Regions from separate parts of the Gossypium hirsutum genome. Here region 2 is linked to region 1. The links are chromatin contacts, called in public Hi-C maps. All regions are on one chromosome and are shown on one strand. Each heading gives the region's core, a stretch centred on a gene start, on an enhancer-like site or on the middle of the called end of the contact. The rest is flanking DNA. Distances are from core to core; before and after follow the strand shown.

What was found. A called contact is a pair of places that touch in the nucleus more often than the background predicts.
Region 2: a Hi-C map of leaf shows a contact between it and region 1, with 2.4 times the contacts expected there. The contact joins the promoter of LOC121227919 here to the promoter of LOC121227916 in region 1.

The regions. Positions count from the first base shown.
Region 1 is chrA04:8,206,073-8,212,253 of Gossypium_hirsutum_v2.1, reverse strand. LOC121227916 (28 kDa heat- and acid-stable phosphoprotein) reads left to right here and starts at 3,837. Exons shown (of 8, transcript XM_041110860.1): 1 at 3,837-4,033; 2 at 4,791-4,828. The coding sequence starts at 3,967.
Region 2 is chrA04:8,399,899-8,406,079 of Gossypium_hirsutum_v2.1, reverse strand. LOC121227919 (disease resistance protein At4g27190-like) reads left to right here and starts at 3,652. Exons shown (of 4, transcript XM_041110862.1): 1 at 3,652-3,778; 2 at 3,889-3,925; 3 at 4,111-4,174; 4 at 4,264-6,181. The coding sequence starts at 4,310. The coding sequence ends at 5,893.

The sequences.
Region 1 (6,181 bases), core at 2,588-5,087:
TTTCACATTCTATTTTCAATTCACTATATCACTTCCATTTCTCATACCATGCCATTTCAATATCAATTATAGAACTTTATTATTTATTTACCCCTATTAACATGATTCGGACTCAGACGGATACACGGATCCAACCAACACACCAGTTTGGCACCCAGTGCCTTATCGAATGAATCTGAAGTAATAACTGCGCCCAGCGCTATATAAATTGACACCTAGTGTCTCATTGGTTAAATCGAAGTAAATTGGAACCTAGTACCTCATCGACTCAAAGTTGAAGAAATCTCTAAACTCTTCTTATCCTATGGCATGCCATCTATATCCAACTCAGCCCGATACAGTTAATAGAGTTTAATTTCACATTTCAAATTCAACCAATATCCAATTCTCATATTTGTATATATATTCATTTCAATTCAAATAATCAATACATTCATAATGTATGTACCAATTCAATCCATTTCAATCAACTATCAAAATGCCAAATACTCACCTCACACACTTACCAAATGCATTAAATCGAATTCTAATAATTGGCAACTAGGTTCGAATTTATAGAAATACAAACCGTGGATTCCGAGCTATTCGACGTCAATTTTATCCTTACCCTTTTTAGTCGAGGATTTCAGTACGACGTTAGCTATGGAATTAAAACAATTAAAATACATCAATACAACACAATTTAATTTCACATTGAGTATTTCAATTTTTACTCAATAATTGCTTAAATTTCAATTTATTCCCTAAATGGAGACTAATTTTTATTCTTTATATTTAATACTATATTCTCATACAAATTTCACTTTAAACTAAATTTAACTCCTTACTTTCAATTAAACCCCTAAATTTTGAATTTTTTTACAATTTAGTCCCTATTGCTCAAAATTTACTATTTGTTTTACAATTTAATCCTTTTTCATTTCTAGCTTAAAAATCTATCAATTTAATCCCTAATACTAAAACTATTCAACATTAACAACATTTAGAATCTTAATAATTGCTAAAATTTCAACATAGGCCGGTTAGTACTAAACACCAAAATTCCAAAAATATAAAAATTACAAGAAAAGAGACTAAATTGACTAACCAATTGAAGTTTGAACCCTAAAAGTCCCTAGGCTATGCGTTAACCCTTCTTATCTTCTTTCTTTTCTTTCTCAAACTTTTGCATGTCTTTATAATTCTTTTTCTTTATTCTTTCTTTTATTATTATTACTTTTATTATTATTATAATCTTTATATATATTAATTTCATTTTATAATTCATAATATATAACATATATATATTAACTATTATATATATAAATACCCCATTAATGCCGTCCACTGCCCAATATAAAGGTATAATTACCACTTTAATCCCTCAATTGATTTTTAATCTATAATTGAACTTTTACTCTATATGCGATTTAGTCCTTATACTATAATAACTTTTAATTCATGCAAATTTACTTAATCGAAACCTAATTAACTTCACAACTAACTTCGTAAATATTTATAATAAATATTTACGAGTCTGATTTACGGGAATGAAGTTCCAAGAATTTACTTTCAGTCACCCTTGACTATAGGGTCGTTACAGTATCTGTCACGATAAGCATGTAAATTATAAACATATTTGATACTTGTTAGTTCTGTATTTGCATTTGGGACGAGATTTATGTATTGGAGGAAATGTGAGCAGTTTGATTATCTACCATATCTGGTGGCACAGCCACAACTATTTCTATATACAGCGATAATTCGCCTATTGATTTGGAAGGTAAGCTGCAAATATTCTGAAAAGTGTCATATCGACACTGAGTGGTGTGTAGGGTTGGATGGGTGTTTCATACCCCATATGGTGTGCTGGGATGATCGGAGTTGGTGTGTAGCTGATGGAAGTAGGATTATATTTATGCATATGTATTACTCTGATATGTTCTATTTTTGATATTTTTTGTCTAGCTAATTTATGCTGTTAAAAATTTGTATGTTACACACTGAGTTTCAAAAAACTCACTTTTTGGTTGTTTGACACTTTCAGGTAACCATCAGACTTAGGCAGATCGATGTAACGGGAGCTCGGTTTTAATAATTTAGTATATTTGATTTACTTAAATTTGGAATTAAGGTTTTTTGTAAAGTTTGAATTGTTTAGACAGTTGGGACTGTTTTGGTTTTGGACTTTATTATTGTTTTCCATTTAAAATTGTTTAAACCGTTTTTATTGATGACGCTCAGTTTGCCTGTGAAGCAATGAATTTTCAAAACAACAAATGATATTTTTAAAAACCTAATGCATTAAGAATTTCACTGTAAAACGTTTTAGAAAGTGTAAACAAACAACATTTTACAAAAACAGAAAACTAAGATGTGTTTTCAAACAAGTTGGATTTTCACGTGACAAAATCTAATGATGTCTTTTCAAAATCAACGAATTTTGGGTTTTTAAACGAACTTATAATAACATTACCAAATCTAGATATAACTTCTAGGCCGGGTTTAAGGTGTTACATTTATTGGTATCAGAACCACTCGCTATGCCTCTTGAGCGATGGTGGGGCAAACCTCAACAAGGATGTTGAATCCTTAAGAGATATGATTGTAACACCTTAAACGAATCCCACATCAACAAAGCATGAGAGAGACCTGGACTATATAAAGGGGTAGCAATACTTAAGTGGTAAGAAGCCTTTTGGGGGTGTATGGGCGCTCCCAAGAACAAAGCTGTGAGGGTCATGTGTGCTCGAGTCAGGTATAGGATGTTACATTTTCAAAACAATCAATTACACCCTTCAAACTTTTTGCACCCAATTGAGTCATTGAACTAACAAAACTGGCTAAATAGGCCCTTTAGTTAATGTTGACCATTAGTATTTAATGACAACATAAACATTGTTGTTAATAGACACAACGTCAGCAAAAAAAAATTTAAATATCATAAAATTATTTTTAAAATAAGTACACAATAAATCTAGACAAATGGCTATTTAGGTTCATTTGATTAAGGACAACCATTTGTCCAAATACATTTTAGAATTACAAAACAAATAAAAAATGATTAAAATCATTAAAATTATAAAAAATATTAGAAATTTATAAAAAAAATATTAGAAATTAATTAATCATAAGATTTTATAAAATTTTTAAATATAATTTGTTATTTTTATATTTTAAACCAAAAAAATGAATATCAACAATTTATATTATAAAATAGAGCTTAATTATTTTTATACTTTTTCCTTTCATTTTTAATTTTCATAAGTTATATTAGTTAAATAATTTAATCAAAATGAGAAGAATAATTTTTATGAAATTTTATAAAACTAATTTATTTTTATAATTTTTATAGTTTTATTTAATTTCTAATAATATTTATAAATTATTTTTTTTCTAATTATTTTATGAATTTTTAATGAATTATTATTTATAAATTTTATAATATTTCCAGGTTTTTAATTAATTTCTAATACTTTTTAGGATTTCTAATACTTTTTAGGAATTTTAATAAAAATTTACAGTTTTTATAATTCTAGAATGAATCTAGAGAGATGTTTATCTAGATTCAAATGAATATGAACAATCACTTAATCCAATCACTTAATCCAAATTCTTTGTACTTATTTTAAAATATTTTTTAACTTTTTTTCGACCTAACATTGAGGTGTCAATTTACTGTTAAATACTAACAATTAACATTTTTCGAAAGAATAATTAGTCAATTTTATTAATTGAAGCTCAATTATACAAAAAGTTTGAAAAAGGTTTAATTGATTTTTTAAAAAAAGTTTAAGGGTTTATTATATCAATAAACCCTTTTAAAACTTTTTAAACTTTAGAGTAAGAATCTAATTCTTAACAGGCATAAAATTATGTACTTAAGAAACAAATCTCCCGTCACAGGCCTCAGGTCTCACGTTCACCTTCTACTGCTTCTTCATTTCTATTTTTAATCAGAAAATATATATTAAAATTAAAATTAAAATGGGAAGAGGAAAATTCAAGGGCAAGCCCACCGGTCACCGCCACTTCTCCACTCCTGAAGAGCTCCGTACGTACTCTGCCTCTTTCCTTTTCTACGTATTTATATACTTTTTTAATTAATTCCTTTGCATGTACGTATTTCATACGTATTGTAATACACTTTTCTGGTATTCGATCTAACCTAGCTTTCAGCTTCTGGATCAGTAGCTCTAGCGTATTGATTTTTCTTTTTTGTGTGTGTCTGTGATTGAGAAATTTTAGCTCCTAAATAGAGAAAATAGGGAAATTTTTACTTAAAAATTTTCTACTTTTAAACTTAAGTTTTGGGTTTTAATGAACTTAGATATGACTCTGAAATTTCAAGGATGAATTGTTAGATTCGAAGCTTTTTGGGTATTTTTTTAATTCGTTTGCATGTGATGTACTTATGCGTATTTCCATTCGGTTTTAAAAGGTATCTGATCTAACCAAGCTTTCAACTGTTGGATTGGTAGTTCTATCGTATTGAATTTTATCTTCTTCTTCTTTTTTGTACTTTAAATTTCAAATTTTGTATTTTTAAACTTAAGTCTTAGTTTTGAAGAAACTTAGAAATGATTCTGCATTAAGTGGATGAATTATTAGATTCCATTTTTTTCTTTCTTAATATGTTTAAATACTTTTGTTTCTTTTAACCAGTGTGGCTAAAAATTTGAGCTTTGAGTCAAATTGAGAGACCAGAAAGAAATATTTTAATTCTTTGTGGTTTTCTTAAGTGGTTTTATAACTTTTTATCATTAATCTCACTTTGTTTTTGTTTTGTTCTAATGTTTTAATGGTTTCAGGTGCTGGTACCTCTGCTCGTCCCCGTACTTTTAAGAAGGTAAGATTTTTATGCTAATTTTAATTCATTTGTGATTATAAATTTGGAGAATAAAATATATACGGTGAAATTAGTTTTTGATTGTTATTAGTTAACTTTCTTTTATGGAAATCTGTTGTTGTTATCATGTATTGTTGCTATATATTGCCTGAAAAGAAGTGATTACTTATCTTGAGAGTGATTTTTGTGAAGAAGAAAACACTACGAAGTTTGAAAAACCAAAATCGATGCTTTGTTTGAACTTTTGCCAAGTTATGTTCGGTCCCTTTTCTTGTAAGGTAGATGATGGGTTGAATGTTGTAGTTTTCTTGGGTTTTGGCTGTTTGGGTTATTTCTTATCATCTTTGTTATTACTTATTTTGAAGGGAATATTAGTTTGGATTGGACTTTATTTGTTTGGAGGTCTACCTTTCAGTTATCACATTTAGATGCTTGGAATGGTGAAAAAAAATTGAATTTGGCTTATATGTGTAAAACTATAGCTACGAACTGTCAAAGCCGTTTGGCAGCTAGGAAACTAACTGAGAAAGCAAGAAAGTAGAAGCAGCATACTGGAAAACAATAATGTCATCACAGAAACTGTAGGTGAGGAACTAGAAGGTTTAGGTAAAGAAGCTGAGACAAGAGATGCACGAGAGCTGTTGGAAAATGAAGAAGTGGTCACAGAGGAAGACAACGGTGGAAAAACAAGCAAAGTAGAGGAAGTATGTGAGGGTTTAGAGGAAGGGAGTGGTACAGACTTGGAAGCAGTTTTGAAAGGAAATGTAACATGACAAGACTCGTAGACTTTTCTAGTACTATCACGACAACGATAGCCTTTGTGTAGTGAGGAATAACCAAGAAAAATACATTGGGTGGATCTACACTGTAACTTATTAGCATTATAAGGTTTGAGGTTAGGAAAGCAAAGACAACCGAAAACTCCAAGGAAAGAACAGTTAGGTTTGACACTAAACAGCTTTTCATAGGGTGACACATTTCCTAAGGGAAGAGAAGGCAACCTGTTTATCAAAGATACTGCATTGCTAAATGCATCATTCCAATAAGTCAGAGGCATGAAAGCATGAGCAAGCATAGGGACAGGTAAGTCAATTTTGTTTATCAACAATCTGCCTGTGCTTTCATTCAACCAGTCCATTTTGTTCAGAGGTATAGGGACAGGTAAGTCGATGAGAAATACCATGTAGTGCCAAGTAAGACTTTAAAGCTTGAAACGCTCCTCTCCCATCTGTTTGAAGAGTGTTAAGCTTACAACCAGAAGCCTTTCCGCTTGTCTTTGAAACTGAACAAACATGGATGGCACTTCCAGTTTCTTCTTCAAAAAATACACCCTAGTGTATCAAGTGCAGGCAT
Region 2 (6,181 bases), core at 2,403-4,902, 190 kb before region 1:
AGCTGTTTGAATATTATGGATATAATCTTTCAAGTCTGAAGATCTTAAACTTGTCCAGACTAATTGAATTGCGAGTGATATGGAGTGGTCCCATCCAAGTTGGAAACTATCAAAATCTTACTGAATTGGATGTCAAAGATTGCAAAAGGTTAAGATACATCTTCCCACTTACCATGGCTCGAAATTTGCCACAATTATGGAGGTTGGATATATCTGACTGCGAGGAATTGGAGCAAATAATCGAGAAGGATCAAACTTCATCACAACATCATCTCCAAGCTGTTTGCTTTCCTAATCTGATTTGGATTACAATCAGGAACTGTGAAAATTTGAAATGTCTCTTCCCAATTACTCTTGCTCATGGCGGCCTTCAAAAACTAGAAAATATAATCCTTGGGAGGGTTTCCAAATTAGAACAGGTGTTTGAAGGAGATGAGCCAAATGTGAGTAAGAAGGAAGAGAAAGTGATACACCTACCTCGATTAACCGACTTACAGCTTGATGGGCTACCAAATCTCGTGAGCTTCGGCCCTGTGGGTTATCATTTTGTTTTCCAATCTTTGTTGATTTTGAGAGTAGTAGATTGTCCCAACATAACCACAAGATTTAGTTTTGATTCAGAAAAATCAGTGCATGCCAAAACACAGGTACACTACTCTTCCAAACTCAATAATAAGCTTTAAAACAAAATTGGTTTCTGTTGGCTGACAATATTTTCAGTTTTGGAAAAGTGTCTTTGCTTTCTTCATCATCAATCATCAGAAGCAAACAGTAATAAATGAAGGTTTAATTTGTTTTGCAGGCATGCCAATTAGTTGATGAAATTATAGTGAAGTAATCTGCTACAGCCCAAGAAACTAGATGGCCAATCTGAAATTTATTGAGCTGTAAGAAAAGAACAAAGTGACGCATATGTCTTACCCTTCAGCATATGACTAATATATACTTATCTAGAAATAAATATCAACTTTATTAAAAGCAGTACAAAAGTGGTAGCCATATAAACTCTTATCATATAATTTTAATTTATCGAACTCCTTGATTTTAATATTAAAATAAAATTAATTTTAAATTTTAAGTTAATTTACATTTTATGCAAAGGTGAATTCGGAGGAAATAGTTTAAATATAGATGAACTTTCCATCCCACCGATAGCCATTGTCTTTACAAAACAATTTCCCCCACCCCACTAACCCAACGTTGGATGGGGCCTCAGCAATCTCCGTAAACTCCAGGGGCATATTATGTCTCCGCGTTATTTAAATTAGAGAATTTTCTATTTAGTTGTTTTAAAATTTTTAAAATTTTAAATTAATAAAAATAAAAATATATTTTTTTATTTTTAAAATAATTAAATTTTAATTTAATCCTTTAAAATTTGTAAAAATATAAATTATTTAAATAATAAAATTATATTTTATTATCATAAAAATTATAATTTAATTTTAACCTTTTAAAGAATTTTCTGACTTTACCCGTCGTAAAGTCAATTGTCGATCTATGCAAGCTTCTCAGTTTTTTATAAAATAGATACAATTGCAGTAAGAGATAGCTTCTCAATTTTCAAGAATAAAACTATTGAGACCGTGAATGATAATTCTGTAACTTGGCTTTTTAAAAGTGATGCATTAATTATATGTTATATATATTAACTAATAACTAAATAATAATAATTAACATATTTTCAACTTTTATTAAAGCTCAATTTTGTTGAAGATGTCCAAATCCATAATTTCAACATTGGAATTTTTGAACTAAGGTGTGTTCAGTTCGTTTATATTCACGAACAAACTTATTTATTGACTTGTTTATAAGTTCGTTTATTCAATCGTTTATTTATTAATGATATTTTCTCATAAAAATATAGAGCTGGAAATGAATAAAGCATTCAATGAACATGTTCGTGTATACGTGTCTGTATTTATTTATTGTTTGTTTATTTGTTTATTTGTTTATTATTTATTAACATTGTTCGTTCAATTATATGCTAACCAACATGTTTGTTTAATGTTTGTAAACATGTTTGATTAAATTAAATAAACATATTCGTGAACATTAAACAAACGAACATGAACACACATAATTATAAATAAATGAACATAAAAAAAATTTAAAATTCTTAACGAACATAAATTACAAACTTAAAATAAATAAACGAACATGAATAAATATTTGTTCGTTCAAACACGGTTCATTTACATCCCTAACTGAAAATAGTTTCCAATGAAAAAATCAATTATTGAAAGTTGAAGGAAAATATGAGAGCATAGATTTAATATTTCCCAATTGTTCTTGAAAGCTGGAGTAAAAATATGACCCAAAAACTTTCACTTTTTTGTCAACAAGGAAAAAGCATGGGGAAATTTTGTCAAAAAGGAAAAAGCATGAGGTGATTGGCAAATCAATCAGCACCAACTTGTTGCAAAGTAAGATTCCCTTTTCTTTCCAATCCACTAAAACAAATCCACTCACGCATATATTTAAACTTCTTCAAGGAAAATGTGAGAGCATAGATTTATTATTTTTTAATGGGTTAATTGCATCAAATAATCCCCATTCTAAATTAATTCATAAATTTTAAATCATTTTAATACATCTCTAAACTAACTAGGTTATATCAAATAAAATTTTCTATTACCAAAATCATTAATTTAATGGTAAAATTATCTCTTCCGTCTCCCTAAATTTTGAAATTAAACAAATTAGGCCCTATAAAAAATTGTAGCAATTTAATCCCTGTCAATTTTAAAAATAAACAACTAAGTCATGATGTTAATATCTTTCATCAATTGTGTATAATTTTTATTGGTATAATAACAAATTTAACCCTCGATATTTATGTATTTTGTTAGTTTAGTCTTGATTATAAAAAAAATCAACAAATTTAGTCTCAACATTTTCAAAAATATTGCGAGCTAAATTTGTTAAATTATGACCAAATTGATAGTATGTGTAAATTAGACGAGCTAAATTTATTATTATACTGGTCAAATTTATGTAAAACAGATGAAAAACACTAACGTTGTGATTAATTATCTTTAGTTGATCACTTTCAAAATTGACAGAATTAGATTGCTCTAATTGTTTTAGAGGGATCAATTTGCTCAATATCAAAATTGAGAAGGACTAGAGAGATAATTTTACCCAATTTAATCATTAAATGGCATGTTATAGACATAATTTAAAATGAAAATTTTAAAAATGAATATTATAATTGTTGCTCATTTTTTTTTAATTTCAGTTTTACAGCATTTTTGTTTTTAATTTTGAAAGTTATGCAACATGATTCTATTTCTTTAAAATTTTCATTTTAAATTTAGCAACATAACATTTGATGTGTGTTTAACTATTGTAATAACAAAAGGACCCAATTGCTATAGTATTGATAAATTAAGGATGTATTTAGAATATTTGAAGTTTGGGGACCAATTAAAAATGATGGTAATAGTTTAGGGATGCTTGATGGAATTAACTCTTTTCAGGGTGCTAATTATTAAGTCTGCTTTAGGACAAAGTGAAAAAGTTGAAAACCGAGTACAAAGATGACCCAAAGACTAACCTTTTTCTAAGTCCTCTGACATGCCTTGTTGGTCTTTTTTGCAGACCAATCAGTACCAGCTTCATTAATTTAGATCCCAATATTGCTGTAATCTCATAACACAAATCCTCTGGCTACAAGATAAACTTTTTTTCCCCTTTCTTTTTGTATTCAGTTTTACTTACTTATGCTATATAAAAAAAAAAAAACCACCTTCAAATCCCTTTTAATTGTTTTGAAGTAAGAATCTTCTGAGCACTAAGTGTAGTAAATCTATTTATATATGCTTCATTTCTGTTTTTTTATATATAAATTGAAGTTGTTCTCATCTTTTTATGTTTTTGTTGAAGCAAGTAAGAGCTAAAAGACTGTTTGGATTTTGAAATGGTAAGTGGCCATGGATATGTTTATTATATTTTCCATCATTATATGTATAATATTATTAGTGTGAGGGTACAAATATTTTGATTTATTATTTTTATAAGTAATTAACTGTCTTTTTTATTTATAATTATATGACATTACACTCCTATATGATTTTATTTGTACATTGATTCTCATTGTGTTTTCAGCTGGACTGAGTTGAAAGAACAGCCCATTGATTCTCATAGTTTGAGTTGTCTTTCACCTTCCTTGGTATGTATAACAAGTAGTGTCTTAATCTTCAAATCACTTTTAGATTTTAAAATTTTTTTTTAATGGTAATTACTTATGATTCACTGCAGTGTTTGAACTTGGAACATCATATTCTTCAATTTGAACTTGTCAAGCATGGGTTGCGGATTTTGTGGGGCTGCTCTTCCTAACATCGTTGCAACACTGGTTGTGGACTGTGTGGTGAAACCGGTAGGACGTCAACTTGATTATGTCCGTCACTTTCAGGACAATGTTGAAAAGCTCCGAGAGAAAAAGCGTGAACTTGCAGATGCACGAGATCGTCTACTACATAAGATTGAGGATGCTAAAAACCGGCTTTTACTAATTGAAAATGATGTACAGAACTTGCAATCAAGGGCAGACGAAACACTGTCGGATATGGGAACTCTGGAGGAGGAAATCCAACTGAATAAGAGGTGTCTCAATTGGTGTCCTAATTGTAGTTGGAGATATCAATTAAGCAAGAAAGCAAAGAAGAAAATCCAGGATATCTCTAAGCTTTTGGAAAGATTTGGTCGACTTGGACCAGTCGGTTACCGTGATCCTACTGCCCTTCCCACTATAGACTTCCTATGTTCTAAGGAATTTGTGGTTTCGGAATCTTCGAAGGCTGCTTTCAAACAAATCATTGAAGCCTTAAAAGATGAGAATATCAACATGATTGGGTTGTGGGGGATGGGAGGGGTGGGCAAGACCACCCTGGTTCATGAAGTTGGAAGTCAAGCTCCAAAACTGAATTTGTTTGGCAAAGTTGTGATTACGACTGTGTCTCAAAAGCCAAATTTTGAGAGAATTCAAGATCAAATTGCACAATACATAGGCTTTGATATGAAGAATGAACAAGGAAGAAGATCCGAGCAAGAATTATGGTTAAGGCTGAAGAATGAACCGAGGATTCTTATCATCCTTGATGATATTTGGGAATCTATCAACTTAAAGGAGAAGATAGGAATTCCAATTGGGGATGATCATAAAGGCTGCAAAGTTCTTTTAACAACCCGTCGTCAACAAGTATGTCGAGCTATGGATTGTCAAAACGTGGTAAAACTTGACTGTTTGGATGATGATGAAGCTTGGACTCTGTTTGAAAAGAAAGCAGGTCTAAATGTCTCTCCTAATAATGATATTAAAATCCTAGCAAAGCAAATTATCGAAAATTTCGGGGGTTTGCCTATAGCTATAGTTCCGTTGGGAAGTGCCTTGAAAGGTAAAAGTTATCACGAGTGGCAAGTTGCTTACCGGAGACTCAAAGATCGTAGATTGACTGAAATCGAGGATGTTAATGAAGAAAATGCCTATGTATGTCTTGAGGCGAGCTTCGACTACTTGAAGAATATGGAGACCAAGACATGTTTCTTGTTGTGCTCTTTATTTCCTGAAGATGATGAGATTTATATGGAGGACTTGGTAGGATATGCATGGGGACTGGAGCTGTATAAAGGCATGAAATCAATTAAAGAAGTTAGAAGTGAAGTGCTTGCATCGATTGAGACCCTCAAGAACTCCGGTTTGTTGCTAGATTGTGGAGAAAGGCATATCAAAATGCATGATGTGGTTCGCCAATTTGCTTTGTGGATAGCATCTTCAAGAAAGGAGATTTCTTTTGGGATTGTTGAAACACTCCCGATGGATGAAAGTTTCAAGAATTACATAGCAATCTCCTTCGAAACTAACCAAACGGATGAACTTCCTAAATGAGTGGTTTTCCCAAATCTCAAATTTCTTTTACATGGTGGCGATTGTTTCATGAAAACTTCAAGCGAATTCTTTGAGGGTATGAAGGCATTACAAGTTTGTGCTTTGAATAATCAATTGATATCTCTAGCTGCATTTCAATTTCATATGAACCTTCGGACTTTGTATTTGATTAATTGTGAACTCTCTGACATCTCAATGCTTGGGAAGCTGAAGACACTTCATATTCTCTCTTTAAGTCGATCTGATATCATTGAATTGCCGACTGAAGCTGGTGATTTGGAAAATCTA